4 separate regions of the Mus musculus genome follow, and all the other regions are linked to region 3. A link is a contact called in public Hi-C, HiCAR-type and promoter capture Hi-C data. All regions are on one chromosome and are shown on one strand. The core of a region is the stretch at or near the end of the contact, and the rest is flanking DNA. Distances in the headings are between cores, read along the strand shown. Region 1 holds the start of Tbc1d1 (TBC1 domain family, member 1). Region 2 overlaps Tbc1d1 (TBC1 domain family, member 1). Region 3 holds the start of 0610040J01Rik (RIKEN cDNA 0610040J01 gene). Region 4 overlaps Tbc1d1 (TBC1 domain family, member 1).

Region 1 (2,700 bases), core at 199-2,698, 350 kb before region 3:
GGTTCCTTAAGAAAGTCCTCAGGGTTCCCAGGGAGGAACTGACTCTGCAGAAGGGGGGCACCGTGAATGCTGAGAAAAGAGAAAAGAACTCGCTAGCCTCAGCGAGCTCTCAGGCAAGGTAGTGAGACCCTGAAAAGTGATACATTCCTACCTTTGGGTACAGCTGCCCTCTCCTTCTCCCATCCCACCCCTCCCACCTTGAGCAGGCTCCACAAACAATAAAGCCTAAGTGTGGCCATTCTCCAACTCATGGGAATCCCACTTCACATCGAGGGGGTCTTAAAAGGGATCTTTGCCCATGGAGGTGCAACGCAAAAAGTTTAGAAGTTTAGACTTGTAGAGACAGCTGAGCTTCCTGGGTGTGACCCATTTAAATTAGGTCATTCAAAAATTCCCTTCTAACACCTGGCTCTAAATAGAAGAACGGCTTGCAGCCACTAAGAGGACGAAGGAGGGTTGTACGTAGGAGGTGAATGCCTGCCATCATCAGTACCAGGGCGCTGAAGATGTTTGCTGAGAGAAACACTCATCACTTTCAATTTCTTTTCCTTTTTAAGCAACTTCCGGAGAACAAGGCATTTAAAATAAAATCACAACCAGGAACGCCACACCTAGGTGGGGTTCAAACAGAACGACACATCTTTTAGAAAAGAAGAGAACAGCAACCTGTGAAGTTAGAGTGAGCCTCTTACTCACGTAGCAACCCGGAAGCTGCTAGGAAACAATCAAGCCGGGTTTCAAAATGACCAGCACAGGATGTGCCCATAGAAAGAAATGTTGCGTGCACCGAGAAGCTGCCAAAGTTACCGCTGCAAAGTACCCTGAACTTTCAAAAGGCGGCCTGGGGTCACTCTGACCGGCCTCGTCCGAGCTGGATGCCTTACAAACACTTGTGCCCCGGTGATATTTGGCGGGAGGGAGTGGGGCGGGATATGCAAGGAGGAGGAGCAGGGGACCTGAGCACCTTCGTCGCAGCGCAGAAAGCATCAAGGTTTCTCCCCCCCCCCCCCACCCCCAAGCAGAGGACAACAAGGTAGCTCTGAAATCCCGCCTCTTCCCCCTCCCCCACCAGAGCACCCCAAGAGACCCGGCAGCAACGCCCTTGGGTGGCGGGACCGCGCCTTCTCTGCAGCAAGGGAGCTCAGGGGCATGCTGGAAGTGGAGGGTTGCCCCGCACCCTAAGGACCCAAGGTGGAACCTACCAGTGAGGTGGCACGCTCAGAACTCCGGGCTGAGCTAGGGCGCGCAGGTGCTCCCGGGCACCCAGAAGATGGCCTGGGCGGGCGGGGCGTCCATGGTCCTCAGCTGGCTGTGCTCTTGCCGCCCCACGCTGCTGGGGTGGGGGTCCACTCCACAGTCTCTGCTTCTCTTGCGGGTTGAAGAGACGGTCGGTCCGAGGTGGCTTGCAGCAACAGGCACCGCGGTGTGGCCGGCGGCGGCGACAGCAGCTGAGGAGGAGGAGGAGGTGTCTGCGCGCGGCTCGCTCGCGTTTCCTCCTCCCGGGCTGGGCGAGCGCTGGGGAAAGCAGAGGCGGGGGAGGGGGACAGCAGCCGGAATCTCCCTAGTGAGTCCCCCGGGAGCCAAGAACAGGAGTAGATGCCCTCCCTTCCCCTCCGCACCAAGCGACTCTGGCTAGGCGACTCGGCCCAGACTGGCGAGTCACAGGCGAGCAACAGCTGCTGCAGTGCGGGTCCTCCGCGGCCTCCCTCCCCTCGCTCCCCAGCGGTCCATCCTCAGCCCGCCCAGGGGCCACCAGGCGCCACCCCACGAGAGCTCGGGGAAGGTGCAAGCATCGCCACCCCATCCAGCCTCAGCGCGAAGTCCTGGCCCGGAATATTCCCTGCGTGCTCACAAGTGATTATGGCCCTCCCGGCGGGATGTGTGGTCACACACCGGGCTCTTGACCGCTTATTTATAGCAGGTAGCCCTGCCCGAGGCTGTTTTGGCGTGCGAGGTTCTCAGCAGGTGGCAGCGGAGCCCGCGCTCCCTGAGGGATCCTGCTTCTCTGCACGCACCCTCCGAAACGGACCCGGAGATCACTGCGCAGCGTACCCGCAGGCCACCCAGCCACCAGCCCTTCCCCCGCCTCATCCTTCTTGCATTGGGGTCGAATGGCAGGATGGGGGCTGGTGGGGGGAACCAGGAACCGAAGCAGGATGGGACGCTGGCACTCCAGGCAGCAAAATCGGGGACTCAGAGAAACACCCGGGATGAAGTGCCCTCCGCGGATTAGCCTCTACTAAACCCATCTCTGGCCAGGTGCGGGGAGTGACGCAGAGCCCGGACCGCGCGCTTTTTCCCTCTCTGCGTGCGGAGCACACACACGCACGCACTGCGCGTCTGTGTGCACGCCAGAGAGCCACAGAAACCTCTCAAAGCACCATTCCCGCAAGTTAAAGAGGCAGACTCACTCCAAAGAGCAGAAGGGATCCAAGAAAAGTGAGCGGTGCACGTGGCTTGGATTGTATCTAGAGCCCTCCGTAGCTGCCATGTGGGGTTAGTTCATTCTTTATTACACCATAGTTTGTCTTCCTAGTTTCAGATCGAGAGAGAGAGAGAGAGAGAGAGAGAGAGAGAGAGAGAGAGAGAGAGAGAGAGAGAGAGAGAGAATGAATGAGAATAGATATAGCCAGGAATAGTCTAAGGAAAAGAGTGTTGATTGGTTCGTGGAAAATGCTCCGCAGGAAAAGATCAGGTTAT
Region 2 (2,700 bases), core at 190-2,689, 440 kb before region 3:
ACTACCCAGGCTATGAATGGTATATATGTCCAAAAAGCTACCAAGTAACTGAACAAAGTCACTTTAAAGAAGCAATGTGTCAAGCCGGGGGGTGTGGTGGCACACGCCTTTAATCCCAGCACTCGGGAGGGAGAGGCAGGCGGATTTCTGAGTTCAAGGCCAGCCTGGTCTACAGAGTGAGTTCCAGGATAGCCAGGGCTACACAGAGAAACCCTGTCTCGAAAAACCAAAAAAAAAAAAAAAAAAAAAAAAAAAAAGAAGAAGAAGAAGCAATGTGTCATTCCAGTGGGATAACAGCAGGTGCGCTCAGTGGGGCTGGTCACAGGGTTGCCGAATTTCTGCTGTACGCGCCTAAGTAAGTACTGCTGGCCTGAAGGATTTACTTGAAGTGAACAGGCACCTGAGACACTCCGATGAACTCAGAGCCCAGGGACAGAGTAACCCACACGCGAGTTGCCCTGCCACAGAGATGGTCCTCCCTGGAAAGGAATAAACTCCTCCAAAGCTAGAAGAGGAGGCTGCACAGAAGGAAGAGACAAAGACACCCCAGAAGAAACAAAAACTTACACCACTGAAGTAAATCCAGCATAAAATAAGCGCAGCTAAAAGTTAGTTAAAAAAAAAAAAAAAAAAGGGCTGGTGAGATGGCTCAGTGTGTAAGAGCACCCGACTGCTCTTCCGAAGGTCAGGAGTTCAAATCCCAGCAACCACATGGTGGCTCACAACCATCCGTAACGAGATCTGACTCCCTCTTCTGGAGTGTCTGAAGACAGCTACAGTGTATTACATATAATAAATAAATAAATCTTAAAAAAAAAAAAGAAAACAAATCATTTAAAAAAAAAAAGCCATTACTGCTCTATTTAAAACAATAATGTCTTTCCCAATTACATAACAGGGAAACCACTTTGAAACTGCAAAAAAGGGGGCAGGAAATAAAGCTTTGTCCCTCAGAGGAAATGTTTCATATTGTTAAAAAAATAGAATAGAAAATAGTCTGCTGATAATAAGAATTAGTTTAGTGATTGTTTGTTGATCATAAGGGAGAATCTACATTAAATCTACATTAAATCAAGTTTTTCCTCACCACACCCTCTATGTCTTTAATTTCAAATAAAACTCTTCTCAGTTCTCAATATATTATTTAACAGGGAAAACCAAAACCAGCCACCACTCTCCATACATAACAAACATGACCATTTGTGATGTGTACTAGTTCGGCTCACAGGATGAAACTCAACTACAGAGGCCCGAATACACCTCCTCCAGCGACTCCCTGTGACCCTACGGGGCTCCCAGCCAGGGAAATAAGATGCACATATGTTATCTCTAGCTAGATACCAGAACACAAAGCTAACTGCATACATAGCACAGAGAGTGATCCCATGTTAGGGCCATCCTGTCTGTCCCAGCTTCCCTGGGTTAATCAGTACCTCAGTGCTTAGCATTAACTAAAGGACTCAGTCCGTCTCCCAAACGAGTCTAAGCAAGCTCGCTGGCTGTCCAGAAGCATGTGGCAGGGATAATGATAATGAGTGCACCCCAACCCAGAGCCATGTGCCCTCACTTACAGCTGCCTTATCTTTCTATCCCCAACGCCTTTGTCTTTTGTCACATGTGAAAGAGAAACAGAACTCAGCGTCCCTAGTTTTGAAATGGCCAATTCTATCAGTAGCTTCTACATCCCAGGAAGATGCAGAAGATGTACAAACAGAAAACCCAGAGTCATAAAACAAACAAACAAACAAAAAAAAGTCAGGGAAGTTCTCGGCAACTGTCCACCACGCCAACACCACCCCACAAACTTATAAACGAGAGTTGAGAAACACTTTAATGGCTGTCTCCTAAGAAGTCGGAGTTATGAAAAAGAAGAGTAAAATGTACCATTTATGAGGTAAAAAACTGTGGCTACAGCTGGGCGTGATGGCGCACACCTTTAATCCCAGCACTTGGGAGGCAGAGGCAGGCGGATTTCTGAGTTCGAGGCCAGCCTGATCTACAAAGTGAGTTCCAGGACAGCCAGGGCTACACAGAGAAACCCTGTCTCGAAAAAACTAAAACCAAAAACAACAACAACAACAACCCTGTAGCTACAGGTGGCTCAGTAAAGTTAAGTGTGGGTCACGGGGAGACAATTGAGTGGTAACGTGCTCACTATACAATCATACCTGAGTTCAGACCCCCAACTCCTGTGTAAACAGCAGGTATGGCAGCATGTGCCTATGACTGGGTCTGACTGGCTGTCCTGCCTAGCCAAAATAAGAAGGTCCAGGTTTGAAGTGAAGAGACCTTGTCTCAAAAAATAAGGAGGAGAGTTAATAGAGAAAAACACATGATACCAACATATATTCACACAGAGCACACAAAGTTAATAAATTAGTCTGTACAGTTTCTAAAACAATCTGACAAGCTGGGACATTGGTTGGCAGCACTGGTGCTGCTAGAACTCTTCAGCTTGCTGAATATAACCTGGACAAAACATGGCTCCTCAGTCTAACCCCTCCCACTGAATACACCAACTCTTAACTCAAAGTTGGCGGTGCACCAGAATGGTCAGTGCTCCTAACCCTTATGTCTGTTGCCAGAGTCTAAAGGGGGCTGTCTGTTGGGAGGCAGGGCCCTAACATCTGCATCTTTAGAAGAGACCCATCCCTTGTGCCATTTCCTAATGTCAGCTGGGTCCAGGTCTTTATCAGTTGT
Region 3 (2,700 bases), core at 156-2,655:
ACCCAGAACTCTCCTAAAGGACCGAGGCTCCATATTGTTGTTGTGGAGACCTGTCCTAGGACAAGGATTTTTACCAAAGAGGCTAGCAAGGTGTTTCAGAGGCACTGGTGCTTAGATGAGGAGAGCTACCATCTCCTCTTTACAGTAGTAACTGGAAACATATATGGGAGATACTATTATTTCTTCCTAAAAATAGTATCAACTAGACAAGTATAAGGGAAATACTATTGTATCCTCCTTAAGATAGTATTAACTGGAAAATTATGTGGGAGGAAACAACTTCAACAAATACAGAACCAACTGCCTTTAAAAAATAACCACTACTCCCACTTCTTTTCCATTCACGGTTCCAAGACTTTCTTTTCTCCAGCGATATTCTTCACCATAGCTGAGTTACAGCCACCCAAGGCAATCAGCCACAGGCCACAACCAACAAACACTCTCGCAGAAACCAGCACAGAAGTGACTCCTGGAACACCCACTTCCTCTACATTCATCGCGCAAATGTCTATACCAGGATGGAAAAGTAGACATTCAGAGTCGATGGAGATGGAATTATTTTGTTTTGCATTTAAGGTTAATTATGGTTCTGGGAGTGGGTAAAAGTCCCCCTGATATCTGCCTGGTATTACTGGAAAATTCTGCATTGGTGATATATATATATATATATAATCTCACCTCATCAGGGCTGTCCAGGCTACAAAGACCCAGGCGATTGACCTGGTAGATATTTGTCTATTAAATATTTACAGCCTGCGACCATTTAGCTCTCTCTCTTTGGCGCCCACTTTCCTAGTCCCAGGCTCTTGCGGAACACCACAGCGTCGTTGTCCCTTCATGCACCCTCACCATCGCCATAGACCCAACCCCAGAACCCAAGGACATTTCAAAGAAGGGCGGGGGCGATCAAATTCCTTTCCCGTTTTAATCAATAAAACCCCCCTAGAAGCGTAAATATGGTGACCCCGGGACACAGGGAGATGGGAAGATCTCTTACAATTTGTCCAGGTTTAAGTTCCCAGGAACAGCAGAGAGCTCAGGAATTGGGAGTTTAAAAATAAACCATTTTACCCAACCAGCACCAGCGCCTTTAGTTTGGAAACCTGTTTCTTGTCGCCACTCTTAGCATGCCTAGGTTGAATTCCGTGACTTCTCCTGAAGTCATCAAATCATCCATTGCCTTGCCTCATAGTTCCTCCTCGCGTCCCCTTGAGAGAAGGGGAGCCCAGAAGCAAAGTCGGGACTCCCGCCCAGGACCAGCCCTCTTCCCGGAGGAGCCCGGCGCAGTCCCGGACCGTACTTACCTGCGGCGGGGCGGCGGCTCCAGAGTCGCGGCGCCCATGGCTTCGTGGGCCTCGGGCGTCCGCGCTGGGACACGCGAGTGGGTCAGCGACGCCCGGAGCCTGTCGCGCTGCAGCCTCAGCCCGGGCTGCGGTCATTGGGCCGCCGCGTCACGTGGACGGGGAGCGGGCGAGCCTCCCAGGCAAGGGTAACCCTTTACCTGCGCCTTGGCCCGCGTGCGCAGGCGACAGGGACAAGGGGACGTCCGGTGATCTATGTTTGAGTGAGTGGTCAGCGAGCCAGCCCGCATTAGTTGCTAGATCGAGCGCACATTGCTTGTCGCCCGCCCGATGGCTAGACAATCTGCTCAGACGCTGCAGTGACGGTCGTTCCTAGGGGCTACAAACTTGCCTGTGCCCCAAAGGCTATTAGTGGGACACGTGAAAGAACCCCGGTTTCAGACCCCTTCCCTTGGAGTGTCAGGATATGGGACACTTCACCCAACACACTTTACCTACGAAGGGTAGAGAACCGGTGCTTTAATCTTGAAATTCGGTTTAAGATTTCGGTCTTCGGTCCACCTGGCCCAGAAGCTGTGGAGAGCTGGCATTTCCAGAAGCCAGGAAAATGTGTTGAGCAATTGCGCCATCTAGCTTCCTCTCTTTCCTCTCCATGCTCAAGGCTCGCAGTGAGAGGATTAAAAGGCAATGCGGGGAGAAGCAACTGAGAGAACTTCCCAAAGACCTAATTTTCTCCAGCGAGTTTTGAGTTGGACATCCCCGCTGTCTTCACAGGCATTTGCCACGCTCTATGGGAGAACACTCAGTGGTTTTTTTGTCCTTTTTAGTGCTAAAATACCTTTGTGCTTTCAAATGTCGATTTACGAGGGAAATCATACGTTGTTGAATGTCATTTATTGATTTGAAGAAAAAAATTTCTTGTTAGAATAAATGATGCTCAGGTTCAATTTCCAGCCTTGTCAGAAATTCCATGGGATACTGGTCCATTTATATATGAATTAGGTTTTTCGGATCAAAAAGAGACTTTGGAATTTGTTTTGGGTTTTTAGAGTCAGTGGGGAGAAACTTTGAGGTTCAACTCAGTAGTAGTAAAGAGAGGAAGGTAAGAAACTTGATAATGCCTTTAGTTTTCTTTTAACTCTTGGGTATTTAAAGTTCTTTTAAAGTAATTGTTTTGTTGAGAACTACATACACAATTGCATCTGATTGTTGTTTACAATATCACCAAAGCTTTCCAATGCTGCCTGCCATGTTTAAAGATATTTTGGGGTGGGGGGAGGTATATATGGGAATTCTCAGATCAACGGTGTGTGTGTGTGTGTGTGTGTGTGTGTGTGTGTGTGTGTGTGTGTGTATGTGTGTGTGTGAAGGTATCTGGAGAGGTTCTCCAAGGTCGTGT
Region 4 (2,700 bases), core at 82-2,581, 380 kb before region 3:
TGATTTTCCTTGCAAATTTATGCAAGAGAGGCTTTCTGGGAAAGTGGCATGCAAGCTTAGAAATGGCAAGTTAAGTTAAAGGTAGCCAAACAGGGAGGGTACTGAGCGGTCTAGGTCACAGGAACAAAGGGAATCTGGGATGCTCTAGAACTAAGAGAGGCCATGGAATGTTATAGACTAGAGAAAGAGGATGACGTGGGCCTAGGATAAGGGGATATGAGATGTAAGCAACTGGGAGAGGTAGGGCAACTGGCAAAATGAGACTCAGAAGGCCGAGAAAATCTTACTAAGTCTCCATGGCTTGTTCTCTGAAGGGCAGAGCTATGCTAGACCATAAGTGGAGAGGGCAGCAGAAGGGCACATCACCAGATCTGCGGCAATGATGGTCATGCCTGGAGCTGGCTGCCTTAGACCTGGGGAAGACAAGGGTGGAAATGTGGAGACTGTTAAGGAACTTGCCCAAAAAGTCTAGATAAGAAATACAGTGTTGGGAGCTGGAGAGAGGGATCCGGGGGTTAAGAGCATTGACTGCTCTTCCAGGAGACCAGGGTTCAATTTCTAGCACCCATGTGGCAGTTTACAACTGTCTGTAACTCTAGTTCCAGGGGACCTAACACCTCCACATAGACATATGTGCAGATAAAACACTAATGTTCAAAAAATAAAAAATTAAACTAAATTAAAAAAAAAAAGAAATACAGTGTGGGGTTAGAGTGAAGTAAGGGAACTTTCCCAGTCTTTTCTTCTGCACTATAGCAGAGGTCACAACAGAACATAAGAGAGAGGCAGCTTGGGGCCTCAGAACAAAGACTCTTGGCTATCGTCAACTCAGAGCACACAGGCCCCGGAGCAGCAACTAGAGGATCCTTGTGCTAACCACTGAGCTTCGGGGTTCATTTATTTCTGCGGCACAGTTGAGTCTATATGAGGATGAGAGGGAGAAATGTCCATGTGACAGGACCCTGGGGAAGTAGCACAGGTGACCCCCTCTTACCCTGAACTCCTCCCCACAGAAACTGCAAGTTACCCTGGGTCAGACTGCCCTCTGCTCGCCAGGTTCTGTCCTACAGAAAGGAAACCCGTCTTCTGCGCCCTCGTCTCCCTTTTCTTGATACAGACTTCCTGACCAGTTAGCAAGCAAAGAAAACATTCCTCTTCCCCCGTCCCTCTCTGCCCCGCCCTGCTGTGGCCTTTGGCTTTCTCTCTCTCTCTCTCTCTCTCTCTCTCTAGTTTCCACTCTGGTTCTTGGACACAGCTCTGGCTAGCCTTGTTCTCAGTCCTGACCTATCCCTGTGACAGGCAGCCTGGACTAGCCTCTGAACATCCTACACTAGTGTCGTCCAAACCCATCCTGACTCATCCTGTATGTCTGACCTTGCTCCTGGACAGACAGCTGCCTAGCCAGCTGACATTTCTAGATTCCAGCAGTCTGGATTCTCATCTAACCACAGGCCAGCCCTGCAGCCCCAGTACACAGAACCACAACGCATGGTGTACCCACAGCCGACATTGCCTGTCCAGTGGTTCTATCCATTGGATCCAGAGGTCAAAACCAACTGGTCTTCTGAGTGTCTTCATTTACACAGAACACATGCAGTACAGGGGGCCTTGCTGGCTTTCAGTATGCTCTGTGTGCCCCACTTGCCAGGCTTCTGAGACATTTTTGGCCCTGCGTCAAAGATCAGGACTGGTCATGTGTGGTCTGTTGAAACATAGTTTTTCAAGACTAATAAGCCTACACAGAAACTCAAAGTCAAATAATAAATTGTGTCTAAAGAGCTGGAGAGATGGCTCAACAGTTAAGAGTACATACTCTTCCTCCAGAGGTCAAGGGTTCAGTACCAAGTACCCATGTTAGGTTGGGTGACTCACAACTGCCAGTAACTCTAGCTGGGCAGGGTGGGGTAGGGTAGGGATCTGATGCCCTTTTCTGGCCTCTGAAAGTACACACATACATAAATAATAAATAACTAAACAGGTTAAAAGAAAATCCCTCAAAAGACTATGACATGTCTCTTGGCTTAGACCCAGTTCTCAGAGACTTGGCAGACCTCACAGACAAGCCACCCCAGTGAAGCATGGTAAGGCAGCCTCCCATGGTGTAATCCACACAGATGCCAAGATCATGCCAATCTTGTCTTCAGAGTGCTCACCATTCACCATGCTGGGCATGGTCACAGCTTGCTGGATGTAGGGCAGATGCCAAATACTCAGCACAGATCTTCTCTTTTGTCCTTATAGTCTATCTAATGGAATCTGTGGTGCCCTCAGTTTACTGATGGTTAAACTTACATTTTAAATGTCTTTCTAGCTGCCAAGGAACACAGCCACAGCAAGAAAGATCTGTGGGTTTTTTAGGCATCGTGGCAAGGTCTGGAATCCCAGAAGGTAGGAGGGGGAACAGGAAGATATGGAGTTCAAAGTTACCCTTACTATACAACAAGGTCAAGGATAGCCAGAGTTACAAGAGTCCTTGTCTTACATAAACACACCACACACACACATACACCACACACACAAACACACACCACACACATACACACACACACTCCACATACACACAAGCACACACAAACACACACACACACCACACATACAAACACACACCACACACACCCATACTCCACATACACACAAGCACAAACACACACATACACATATGCCACACACACAAACACACACCACACACCCCCACAACAC

What was found. Promoter capture Hi-C pulls out the DNA fragments that hold promoters and counts their contacts. A called contact is a pair of places that touch in the nucleus more often than the background predicts. HiCAR-type assays count read pairs that join an accessible place to other places.
Region 1: a promoter capture Hi-C map of embryonic stem cells shows a contact between it and region 3, with 12 read pairs. The contact joins the promoter of Tbc1d1 here to the promoter of 0610040J01Rik in region 3. A contact is called at or near these places in 11 of 39 promoter capture datasets (the C10 cell line, embryonic stem cells, hippocampal neurons and 4 more), 2 of 484 Hi-C or Micro-C datasets (both in embryonic stem cells), 5 of 115 datasets of contacts at active chromatin or transcription factors (embryonic stem cells, microglia, pancreatic cancer cells and 1 more) and 1 of 9 other capture datasets (liver).
Region 2: a contact with region 3 is called in a HiCAR-type map of kidney, with 2.1 times the contacts expected there. The contact joins the enhancer-like site here to the promoter of 0610040J01Rik in region 3. A contact is called at or near these places in 4 of 39 promoter capture datasets (the C10 cell line, cranial neural crest and hippocampal neurons), 8 of 484 Hi-C or Micro-C datasets (B cells, cardiomyocytes, embryonic stem cells and 4 more), 1 of 115 datasets of contacts at active chromatin or transcription factors (kidney) and 1 of 9 other capture datasets (embryonic stem cells).
Region 4: a Hi-C map of myocytes shows a contact between it and region 3, with 5 times the contacts expected there. The contact joins the enhancer-like site here to the promoter of 0610040J01Rik in region 3. A contact is called at or near these places in 1 of 39 promoter capture datasets (the C10 cell line), 1 of 484 Hi-C or Micro-C datasets (myocytes) and 1 of 9 other capture datasets (embryonic stem cells).

The regions. Positions count from the first base shown.
Region 1 is chr5:64,159,008-64,161,707 of GRCm38.p6, reverse strand. Tbc1d1 (TBC1 domain family, member 1) reads right to left here and starts at 1,448. Exons shown (of 22, transcript NM_001310611.1): 1 at 1,203-1,448.
Region 2 is chr5:64,250,435-64,253,134 of GRCm38.p6, reverse strand. All of the region lies in intron 2 of Tbc1d1 (TBC1 domain family, member 1), which reads right to left. Among named protein-coding and RNA genes, the nearest start is that of Gm46913, 4.5 kb to the right of the region's middle. Within about 2 kb of position 1,439, at least 20 of the 459 cell types and tissues checked have an H3K27ac peak or open chromatin away from gene starts, as enhancers often do. A contact at or near this core is called in kidney and liver, where this site is marked.
Region 3 is chr5:63,811,200-63,813,899 of GRCm38.p6, reverse strand. 0610040J01Rik (RIKEN cDNA 0610040J01 gene) reads right to left here and starts at 1,405. Exons shown (of 4, transcript NM_029554.4): 1 at 1,305-1,405.
Region 4 is chr5:64,195,737-64,198,436 of GRCm38.p6, reverse strand. The region is part of intron 2 of Tbc1d1 (TBC1 domain family, member 1); the gene reads right to left. Among named protein-coding and RNA genes, the nearest start is that of Tbc1d1, 37 kb to the right of the region's middle. Within about 2 kb of position 1,331, at least 74 of the 459 cell types and tissues checked have an H3K27ac peak or open chromatin away from gene starts, as enhancers often do. A contact at or near this core is called in myocytes, where this site is marked.